2 separate regions of the Columba livia genome follow, and region 2 is linked to region 1. A link is a contact called in public Hi-C data. All regions are on one chromosome and are shown on one strand. Each heading gives the region's core, a stretch centred on a gene start, on an enhancer-like site or on the middle of the called end of the contact. The rest is flanking DNA. Distances are from core to core; before and after follow the strand shown.

What was found. Hi-C and Micro-C count contacts between places; a contact is called where the count stands out from the background.
Region 2: a contact with region 1 is called in a Hi-C map of liver, with 1.8 times the contacts expected there. The contact joins the enhancer-like site here to the promoter of LOC102084381 in region 1. A contact is called at or near these places in 2 of 2 Hi-C or Micro-C datasets (crop and liver).

What each region holds. Positions count from the first base shown.
Region 1 is chr13:16,352,655-16,358,349 of bColLiv1.pat.W.v2, reverse strand. LOC102084381 (transcription initiation factor TFIID subunit 4) reads left to right here and starts at 2,647. Exons shown (of 15, transcript XM_065028441.1): 1 at 2,647-3,838. The coding sequence starts at 2,692.
Region 2 is chr13:16,393,812-16,399,506 of bColLiv1.pat.W.v2, reverse strand. GARRE1 (granule associated Rac and RHOG effector 1) reads left to right here. Exons shown (of 14, transcript XM_065028424.1): 8 at 2,782-2,879; 9 at 4,351-4,476; 10 at 4,982-5,695. Among named protein-coding and RNA genes, the nearest start is that of SS18L2, 15 kb to the right of the region's middle. Within about 2 kb of position 3,171, at least 1 of the 3 cell types and tissues checked has an H3K27ac peak away from gene starts, as active enhancers do.

The sequences.
Region 1 (5,695 bases), core at 1,398-3,897:
AAACATAATTCAGGAATGATTCTACTTTAGAGATGAGATTATCACAGTGGTCTCTTAAGATTTTTTAAATTATTATTTTATACATATTTAACTCCAAAAAATGAAAGGGCAACAAATACATTCAGAGTCATGTTTTCTATGATGAAAAGCATGTAAATATTTGAAAAATATTTTTATAATAAAATAATTAATACAAACGTTCACAGAGATTCTGTACTCACTCCCTATGGGCACAAGCCCAAAGCCAGTTTCATCAGCAAGTTTATATACATTCTTATGTATGTCATCACTTCTTGGCTTGAAAGGAGTCCAATGTGAATCAGTATTCATCATGTTTTATTAAATAAAATATGCTATTACACTTCCTTATTCTGTGTGCTTATATGTATAAAATGGCTCAATTAAGAAGAGGTGAGTAGGAAGAAACATGAATTCATATTTTACAGTTTATCCACCCACAAATGTACTTTAAAACTGTAATTACAAGTATGTAATTTCTTACATTTTGAATCCTGTTGTATGTCATGACTTGCTGCTTTCTCTTTCTGGTGGGAAGATTACTTTTTATCTCCTAAAGTTACAAACCAGTAAATTTTTCCTCCCTGGGGGGTTTTATGGAGACACTCAGTTTAATGCCATAGTGTTAGAAAAATGTATCCTAAAACTTTTTTCATAGTCAGGACTAGTTGCAGAATATGTCTTTCCATTCTCTTGTTAAACTGTGTATGTAAATCAAGTCCAGGATCAGGGCAAATAAGGGAAGGAAACATGGAATCTTCTCTGATAATAAAATGTGGGACTCTTAATAAATCAATATTGGATAGACTCTGATATTTTCCAACCCAAATGAATATTCTTTACTTTTGTGCAATACAAAATTGAGTAATAGCCTGTTTTAATTAAGTTTCCAGGTAGAAACATTTGTTAAAAGTCCAAATGTAATTCAGCTCTAGCACTCTATAAAAGCAGTACTCATTTGCTATGCAAGTTTTTGATGTCTAGACCTCCTGCATACACTTAATACTGTTTTTCATAAGCATTGCTGTGCTTTCACATTCATCTAGTGCACAGCCTCCCCTTTATACATCCTAACCATGTGTTTGGTCCTTCAGTACTTTTACTGGCTGCTTTATTTAAGAAATATGCACTCGTTTTATTTCAGGAGACACCTTAATTAAAATGGTGCAACCTAATTTTAATGCATTTTAAAAGTGGTTTATTTTGATTCATCATAAACCTGCTCCTAAAGGTATAAACAGACAATTAGGAAAAAATACCTTGAATAAAAATGTAACCTACATTGAGAGAAAACGGATGGTAACAAACCAGTTATTAGCAATTTAGTCTTGTGACTTAAGCAAGTCATACAAGGTATGACTTAACAGATTGAGTCTGGGAATAGGAGAAAAGTTGTGTGCACTGTGAGCCCTTCACTTGTTTCCACCTGTGTGTTGTGCAATTGCGGGTGGATTATTCACAGGTGCAGCTTTTTCAGTTTTGTGGAAAACCCTGAAAATCACAACATGAAGAATGAGTCACCATTTCAGGCCACAGAGCAGCAGCTCAGATACATCCCAGTTCGCAGACATCCACGCTGCCGCAGGCCAGCACACATGATGGAACCCAAAGTGCCTTCTGCTGACAGCTTCACAAATCCGCGATGGTTACCTCTTGTGTGCCAGAACAGTATCAATGAACTGTGGGCACTGGTGATTCACAGGAGCAAAGTTATTTATACCAAAGGTTGCATCAATGAAACTGCCCTGTCATTAGTCAAAAAAGTGATGGGTTAGGACCACTGTCTTTCTCTTAAATGGCATTTCTCAATGTATGAGGCAAGCACTCATGGGAAAACAGCATGCAGGAGTGCAATGGCAGAAGTGTTAGTAACAAAAAAAACTAGCTCAAATTTCCTGTGGGGATGCAGAAGGCACACAGTATGCCAGCAGCTGCTGTGATGACACCACGAATCTTATTTTTGGTTTACAAGTGGCAGTGTCCACATGCTGCAACCGTTCTCGTCCAGGTAAAACAGCAGCTTTGGACATGAATGCCTAAAGCAGACACAGCAGTGCAAATGCAAGTGCAAGCACTCTGCGTGCAGCTTAGGATTTTCAACGGTGTCAACAGCACTGGAAGTCACCTCCTTCTGACGGAGTTGGTGTGTAAGGCAGCTGGGTGCTCCGTAACCGTGCAAAAATGGTACGGAGGGAAGGCGAAGAGCACAGCTGCAGCAGCTTCGCTACCGAAACACAACATGACCACAACAGCTGAGTTCCCACCGTGCCAGCTCGCAGCCGTCTGTCCCAGGCCCGCAGGCCTTCTCCGCGCCTCAGCCTGCCTGCCAGGAGCCAACGGCAGGGTCACACACCCCCTGCACCGCCAAGGCACCTGCCTGGACACGCTGTCGCCTCTCGGCTTCCCGAGGCGGCCGGGGAGCCGCCTGCCGCCCTCCACATAACCGTCCCTCGCCCAGCGCGGTCTGGCTGCCGGGCCGTTCCCGGACCTCTGGGTCTGAGCAGGCCGCGGAGAGCGCGAACGGGCCGGGGCGGCCCGACCGCCGGCCGCCGCGCTCTGCTCTGCCCCGCCCCCTGGCGGGGAGGAGGAAGCCGGCCCCTCCCAGAATGCCTCGCGCGCGCCAGAGGCCGGCGCGCCTGCGCGCTGCGCGGCCGGCTCCCAGCTCAGCGCAAGATGGCGGCGGGCGCCTCGGACCCCCTGGAAGAGATGCTGCTCTTCTCCGAGGAGGTGGACGAGAAGGCGGTCAGCGACCTGGTGGGCTCCTTGGAATCGCAGCTGGCCGGCGGCCGGGGCTCCGCCGAGGCGCCCCAGCCCAGGACCTCCGCCCCGTCCCAGCAGCAGCAGCCGCAGCAGCAGCAGCACCAGGGGAGCCTAGCGGGGGGCAGCAGCCCGGTCCGGCAGCAGCAAGGGCATCCCGCGCCCCCTCCTGCGCCCGGGGTAGAGGAGGCGGCGGGGTGCCCCGGAGCCGCGGAGAGCCGAGCCCCTGCCCAGGGGCCGCTCCCGTCCCCGTCCCCCCCGGCGGCAGCAGCGGCGGCAGCGGCGGCGGCAGGGAGGGGAGTGAGTGTAAACAGTAGTAGTGTGCAGCAATCACATGGACCGGCTCTCCTCAGCAGCGGCGGCAGCAGCCCCGCCGCCCCTGCCCCGCCGCAGCCCGCTGCCCCCCCGCCCGCCGGCGCCCCTGCCCAGCCTGTCAACAACCATGTGGCTGCCGGCGCCGCTGTCCGGGACGCGGGGAGCCCCAGCCCCGGCGGCAGCCCGCCCGCCGCTGACAGCGCACCGCCGCAGCGCGCCGAGGCCGCGGCGGGGAACGAGACCCCCGCGGGGGGCACCGGGCCGGCGGGAGCGGCGGAGGGCGCCGCCGCCGCCACGACCGCGCCGCTCCCCGGCGAGGCGGCGCCCAACGGGGAGGGCGCCGGGGGCCGGCCAGCGGCAGCCCCACCAGTCAGCAGCCACGGCAGAGCCGACGCCGCCACAGCACAGACCAAGCCCGCGCCCGGCCCGCTCCCCGCAGTAAACGCACTCAGTAACTCCGCCAGCCCCGCGCCCAACGCGGCCGCCCCGCCGGGACAGGGTTCGGTCGCCAACTGCGCCCCGGCGGCCCCCGGAGCCGCGCCCAAGACGGCGGTCACCGCCGCGGGCGTCGCCAAGGCGGGCGCTGCCCTCCCCGTCGCCCCCGCCGCCCCCCAGGCCCTGTCGCCCAGGCCGGCGATGGGCGCTGCCCCCCGGATCGTGGCCCCCCAGCTGATCGTGAGGCCGCCGCAGCAGCCCGCCATCCAGCAGACCACCATCCAGCTGCCCCCCGGCTTCACCATCCCGCCCGGTAAGTGCGAACACGACGGCCACAGGCTCGCCGCCCCTTCTAACCTCTGCTTTTTGGCTGAGGGATTGTTGTTTTTTCCCAAAGTTGTCGTCTTCCCGCTGCTCGACGTGCTGGAGACAAAAGCAGAGCCACCTGTGAGGGCGGCTTCTGACAAACCGGCTGCCGGTAATGAGGATGTAATTGGTGCGGGACGGGCGGTTGCTAATGCAAACTAATTATGACTGTTGGTTGATGAGTTACTTGTTTTATCTTAGGGATAGAGCGGCAGTCAAGGTAAGGTGTGCGCGGTGGTGTAGTGAGCAGTTGAGCGTGAGATAAAAAGTTGGGCTGTTGGAATGTTTTTACATCTGTTTTGAAGGACTCTGTTTTCTGCTTTACTCTTAATAGTCTTTAGAAGTTTTCCTTCAAGGGTGTCTCAGGCTGTGAGGTGGCAAAGCAGCAGGCTAATTTGTGTAATTTAAGCTGTTTCGTGTTGGTCAGTGTGAAGGTGTCATTCTCTGCTGCATCTCTGTAGTCTTTACATCGCCAGATTTTACTTCTGACTCTGAAGCAACTGTTGCATCCTATCTGTTTTCCTTTTAGTTTCTTATCTTTCATTACTAAAAAGTTCAGCAAGGTTGTTAACTAACCAAAACAGCCTCCCTTCATCCTAGTGACACCTCCTCTAATTGTATACTGTTTCGTCTAGTATTTTGGAGGGACTTCTTAACGGATTTTCACGTTGAAAAAAGTTGGTCACTTTGTGCCTTCTTAATTTAGGAGCTGATATACCATTTGGACTGTTTTTTTTTTTTTTTTTCTATTAATAGCATGATAATATGTGGAGATATTTGTGAACTCTGAAATATCTTATTTCTTCCACCATGCTGCTTAAAATAGTTGATATTTATTAGCTAGGTGAAGCAAATATGTGATGGTGTAGAAGCTTGTTTCTAAGTGGGCTTCTAGTAGTTGTGTCTTTGGCTGTAGTTTATGAAACTCCTGCTCCAAATTCTCATGCTCTGACTGGATAAGGTTCTGTGGTTTCATGAGGACCTAAGTTAAAACAGTTAAGAGATTACTATTCGGATTGTATTAGTGCCTTTAGCCTTGATTTTCTGATATTAATCTGTTTGATAATGAATATACACATATGTTAATATGTATCATAACTTTGCATGCAGTTTCTGAAGTTTATTGTGTCAATACTTAATTTTCAAGTGGAAGAGGAAGACAGCCCTTGAAAGCAACCTGGTCCAAGGTTTAGAAAATGTTATGGAAATAATACTGTGGAAAGTTAGGATTTTATTACAAGATAGTTTGAAATCCATTAAATTTGCATAAACATGAAGATAGTATGTTCTAAGGTCAAAGGTATTCAGCAAACACTTTTTTTTGAGTTTTTACTCTCTAAATTAGTGAAGATTTGAAACTCCTGTATCATAAACTTCTGTCTAAAGCAAAAAGTTTTAATCAGTTTCTGGTAGTATGTTATTTTAGCATATAATACTCCTGAGTTGTATACTTCGTCTTTACATGGCTGACAGTAAGGAAAAACAAATCTCATAATTTAACTAGATGCTAATTTGTACATATTGGTCAGTAAAATAAATCTAAACTTCTCCAAATTGAATTAAAACATAACATTAATACGCGAACATTTTTGCATTTATAGTGGTAATTATGTCTGCAACATTTATTGAAATTGTGTGGTGTGTGTTGTAATTTATTTTTCCTTTTTTTTTTTTTAATTTGGAATTTAGAAAATTGGAAGATAAGTTAACAACACACCTGTGAATCAGTGTAATGCAAATAGAGCATGTATTTTTTAGTGCATGCTAGGCATTGTGCTATGAGGATTTTTATATAAGGTTCGCA
Region 2 (5,695 bases), core at 1,922-4,421, 41 kb before region 1:
GCACACCCAAGTCCTGCCTGATGAGATTTGGGGAGCGGCCCGAGGCACATTTGGACTCAGGAGTCTGGAAATCTCCTGGTGTCCGCCAGTCTAGACATAACTAGTTAGACCTGCTGGTAATTAAAAGCGCTGACATTCTTCAGGTTTATCATAACATTTGGAGAGTTGTCAGCATAAAACTTACTGACACATTCTCCCAAATGACAGTGCTGATATAAGAAATATTACTTGTGGTGAGTGTTTCCAGAGATTTTTTGCGTGAACCTCCGGTTCTGAAAGTAGCAGGTTTCTATTTTCAAAGTCACAGTAATAAGCAATAATACACATGCCCAGATACTTGTGAGCCTCATTCTCACTTGGATTTGTTACAATTTGAGAGGGTGTGAGGGTTGAGATTTTTCTTTATAAATTAAGCGCCACAATTTTTAGGAGACTCAAGTATGCTTGTATGTAGCCTCTTGCAATGATGAGAAATTGTAATTTGCCCCTTTAAAGCATTCTTTGGGTGGAGAGGAGAGAGGAAACACCTGTAAACCAAGAACAATAGATGTGTGATGCACAGGAAGCGATCCTCTAAGCACCCACCAGGCCGGGAGGGAGAATGTGTTTATTTTAAGTGTATTTTGTGTAAAACTCAGAAAAAGGAATAATGGGACAATATTACGTAGTCTTTGGCTTACTGCTTTTAGAAACTCAGCTGTCTGCATTAGTTCAGAATTGTGTGTAAATGTGTCATTTCAATGCCAGATTTTAGAAAGCACATGACATGACAGTCTCACTCTCTAGCCTGCCTTGCATGTGCCTTTTGAGAAGAAACTAATTAAGAGTGGAAAGCACAAGAAGATGTGACGTAGTTTGCTTGGTTATTTTAGGCTTCAGTTTTTTAACATAAGAAATAATTTGTTCAAGTGCCGTCTTTCAGGTTTTACTTCAGCGTATATATTAAGAATTGTATTTTCAGATTTGGGTCAGCTGAAGAAATCTTGATGTTTGAATAAAAGTAATATGTATTAAAGTAGTTGAATTCAGAGGATGAGTGGAAATAAAACTTTGAATTTGCCTCCTGCAAAGGCATGAAGAGAAGGTTGAACTGAGTCTCTAGCCATGTCTTTTGTGCTGGTAGATCTTCTGTAGCAGAAAGCACCACGCATTGCAGAAGCACTCAGTCTCCCAGAGCCTTTAAATCACAGCTGTCACAACTCTGACCTAATGTTGAGAAGTGTAAAACTTTTTTAAAAGGGAAAAAAGGAAGATGGGAGGTGGGGAAGAGCCTCCAAAAGCCCAGATGGTGAGCACTGCCATGCACCACGAGCAGAACCTGATCTAGCTCTGCACAAATCGGGATTTTCCCTCTGCCTTAGAGGTCAGAGATGCAGACAGTATTTTCTTGGGGGTTGAGAACAATCACTCCTGAGTTCACTTCTCCTTATCCCAATTATAATTGCAATATAGCTGAATTGCAGTTACCAAATTACATAAAATTAAAATCTTACAAATACAAGGGAACAAGTAATGGATTTGTCCTGATAATAAATGAGAGGTATTTTCATGAGAGGATAATAGCATGGCATTTTGTCACTGTGCTCAGACATGTCTTATAAGCTTGAATAAACTCAGGCAAATGCTAAGACTAAAGCCTTATGCTAAAATATTTAAAAGGTGGGAAATAATTGTGTTCTGGTGTTACTGGATGGTTTTGTTAAAGGGAGAAAGACTCTCAGCATTATTCTTATTTCGCATTTCTTCATAACCAGTAGCAGACAGCCAGTCAGAAGTAGAACCAGTGTAGGATGATTGAAAAAAAAGCCAGTAATCTCCCCTGAGGCTTATTCATACCCGAGGACTTTTGCCATTTGAAGGATAGATGGTACAGCTAATCTGCTAGTCACTGAAGCAGGAACTGCTGACTGCTGCCAAAAAGCTGCTGGTTCAGCATGACCAAAATAGGAAATTATGGAAATGATCAAAAAGGCCAACCCATGCAGACTGGACAACAACAGAAAGCACGAACCAAATATGGAACTTACTATCACTGGTATTAAATTTTGAATGAAGCTAAAGCGAATCCATCCCTCCTCAATTCCATAAAAAGAAAGGTTCATGATAGAAGGTTAATTTTTAAGACTTTAGTCTTCCCATATATCTTCATGGTGTCTTACAGAAGGCTCAGAATTCAACAAATTGAACAGTCGCTATTCTTCTCTTTATATAATAGGGAACGAATAATAGTACAGTTCCATTAGGTAGAATAGAGAAATGTTGTGTGGGATTTTATAACCTTAAAAGGAGGGGGGTGTGTATTAAGAATTGTGAGCTATGCGAAGAGTTTTAGACTAAATACTACTTAATTATATCATACCATGCACTGCAGTTAAATTATTTAAAACATTTGATAAATAGGTGTTTGGGAGCTAATAAAGTAGCAATAGTGCCAAACCTCTCAAATGTTAAGGGCTGTTATAAGAAGCCATTGATAACTACCAGCTGTTAGGTAAAGCAGTTGGTACCTACATAGCGATGCATAGCTCCAGTAAGTAGCTGAGAAGAATTAAGTCCTTGAAGTATAAGTCACTGTATCAAACTATTTATTTTTTTTTTAAGATATTAAAATAGAAATCAACTTTATAATAATTTTGTGAGTTCACTTGTTTTATCTGGTTATTTTTTGCACCTGCAGCTTGGCGGAGAGGTGGGACTCTTGCAATGTAACTACAGGACTGACAAAATAACTAGAACTAATACTTAAAATAATTTCCCTTTCATTTTCATTTTATTTGCTAGGTGGTTGTGGACACAGCACAGATTGAAAATAAAGAAGCCTATGCTCCTCAGATAAGTTTAGAAGGATCCAGAATTGTGGTGCAAGTTCCATCAACTTGGTAAATAAATACACTGTATTGGAGATTATACTAATAGTTATGACTGGAATATATAGGGGGAAAATATTGCAGTACAAATGAAAGAGAGAATCTGCACAATTATGGCATATCTTCCTTAAGTTCCGTGGTGTGGAACTGTTGGAATGCCATTGTTCCTGACAGGCGTACTTGGCTGTGTGTGTCCTGGTGCTGCCTCTGGTGGAGGCAATGCGGGACAGGCAGTGCTGCGCCACTAAAACCAACTTTAAAGAAAGAGTAAAAGCTTGACGACAAAAGAGAAGTTGTGTGGGGTTTGTTTTGAAATCCAACAGGATTTGTGTTGCTCCTCCCTGGCGGGTCCTCACAGCTGTTATCTCAGGAAGGCCAGGAATTAGATCGAGATTAGTACGAGAGCTGTTCTTTAGGCGCTGCCTTAAACTGCAGAACTCTGGTCTGAGATGCTATTCCTACCAGTTTAGTTGACTGCCTAGGGAAGAATGTTAGGATTAACCTGCACTTTTAGGTGAGGATTTCTTCCCTTTTGAAACAATGATGTGGAATTGGAACACTGCCTTTCTCCCTCACTTTGGACTACTCATTGCTACAAATTCCAGTACAACACAGCTCATTCATCTGATCCCTCAGTGAGATACCCTGTCACTAATGGTACCAGTGCTGTGTCCAGAAGTACGAGTCCACACATACAGTCTGCTTACCCCAATACAGCTTTCATTCCTCTACAGAGTGTGAACCAGCACTTCTCTGTTCCCTTTCCGTAAATTGCTCTATTATGAAAGAACTAAAGGAAGGCAGAGTGCTTTGAGCCAGGCTCTGTGTGCTCTGGAAGAGCTCCTCCTGCTGCCACGCCGCGACAGTGCCTCTTCACTCGCCGCTGCGGGATGGGCTCATTAAGTACTTAAATATGTGCTAATATTTAGGTTTCAGTTATTCTGCTTTCACCTCAAATTCAGCCCTGATTTTGCGCCATTAATGAGGAAAACTCACTAATCCTGCATCTTCACAGCTCAGTAAAATCTCCGCAGACTGCTGGATATGCTGAACCATTTTCCATGTGCAGTCTGTCAGGCTGGGGTCAGAGAAAACGCTGGTGTTTGTCGGGTTTGTTGAGGGCTCTTGCTGTTTTCCAGAAATGGGCTTCATGCATTTCCTATTTCATTTCTCTGTGCCTGTTTTATGCCTGCTCAGCTAAAGAGCTAATTGTTAATCATGATTTTAAAATACATTATATAAGTCCTAATTTTACAGTTTAGATAAGCTGTACATTCAACAGTAGAAAGAAACTGGGGCTGCAGGTGTAGTCTTTAGGAACCCTCAGGCATTTGTACATTGTACTGCCTTGATTAGTTGCACCTCTGTAGGAGCAGAAACAGTGCAGCAATTGGCCTTTTCTTATCTGACTAGTATGGTAAAATTGTTTAATGTAAAAAATATATATGTATATATTTTTTTAAGTTAAAATTCATAATTACAGGTGTCTGAAGGAAGATCCAGCAACAATGTCTTTGCTACAGAGGAGTCTGGATCCTGAGAAGACTTTGGGATTAGTAGATGTGCTCTATACCGCCGTGTTTGACATACACAGGTGGAAGGAAGGAAGGTACATCTCCTATTGAGCCTCATGCCCTACTTTCCTAGGTTAAACAAAGCCATCGTTGTTGAAAGGTCTGTATTGAGGAATTTGATAGTACCAGTTCCTCAGCAGGGGAAAACAGTAGGCAAACTGCGAACAAGAAATTGGTCATCTACATCGGTACCTTGTGGGGACATATAGAGATACAGCAGTCTTTTTAAAAACAAACCAGAAGCTTATCCAAGTGTACAAAAGTATTTGTTTCTCTCTTACAAAAATATTTGATGTATATTAAATTGGTCTCCATTTAGGTCTTGAAGCACAACTAAAATTTCTTATGGAACGGGAAGTAGTTAATGCTATTGCAAATACTAGTAATAATTTGCATTGTTACCATAAGAAGTAGCTGGTGAAGTTTGCAATCTTTGGTTCTGTTTTGTCTGCTACCTATTACCCAAATACACATTCTCCTCCGAAGTGCAGCCTCAGTTATGTATTATGTGGTTTGATATACGTGTTTTTGTTGATGCAGGGAGCAAGCTTTGCCTTGTATTCAGATCCAGTTACAGCGTGAAATCTCAGACTTTGGGAATCAAGTTGACATGCCATCTGGAAATGGAAGCAAATCTTCGGGTGGTCTGCAAAAAACGTTCTCAAAACTGACTTCAAGGTTTACAAAAAAAACTTCCTGTACCAGTACAAGTAATACTGGAAGTTATTCAATCCCCAATACACCTTCCAAAAATGTCTTCATAAGTTCCAACTCAGAGGAGAAAGCTAAAATGCCCACTAACATAGATGCACGGTTACAAAGCATTTTGAACATTGGCAGTTTTCCTAGGACCACAGATCCACTGCAGTCAATTCAGAGCACAAATAATCAGCTGGTGAATGGATTTCTAGTTGAAAGATGGGACAACTTCTTCAAACCAGATGATGGCAAGGACGACAAAGGTATGAATTTGCCAACTGACCAAGAAATGCAGGATGTTATAGATTTCTTGTCTGGTTTTAACATGGGCAAATCCCAGCAGACTTCTCCAATGGTGAAAAGAAGGAACTCTGTTGCATCCTCTACAGCAGCAGAACAAAAATCAGGAACAGTACAACAGCAGCCGCAGTCTGTGTCTCACACCCCACTGCATCCTTCTCAGCAAGGCTTGTCACAGCAACAACAGTCACAAAAGCAGCAGCAGCAAGTGCAGTATTACCAGCACTTGCTTCAACCTATTGGACCACAGCAACG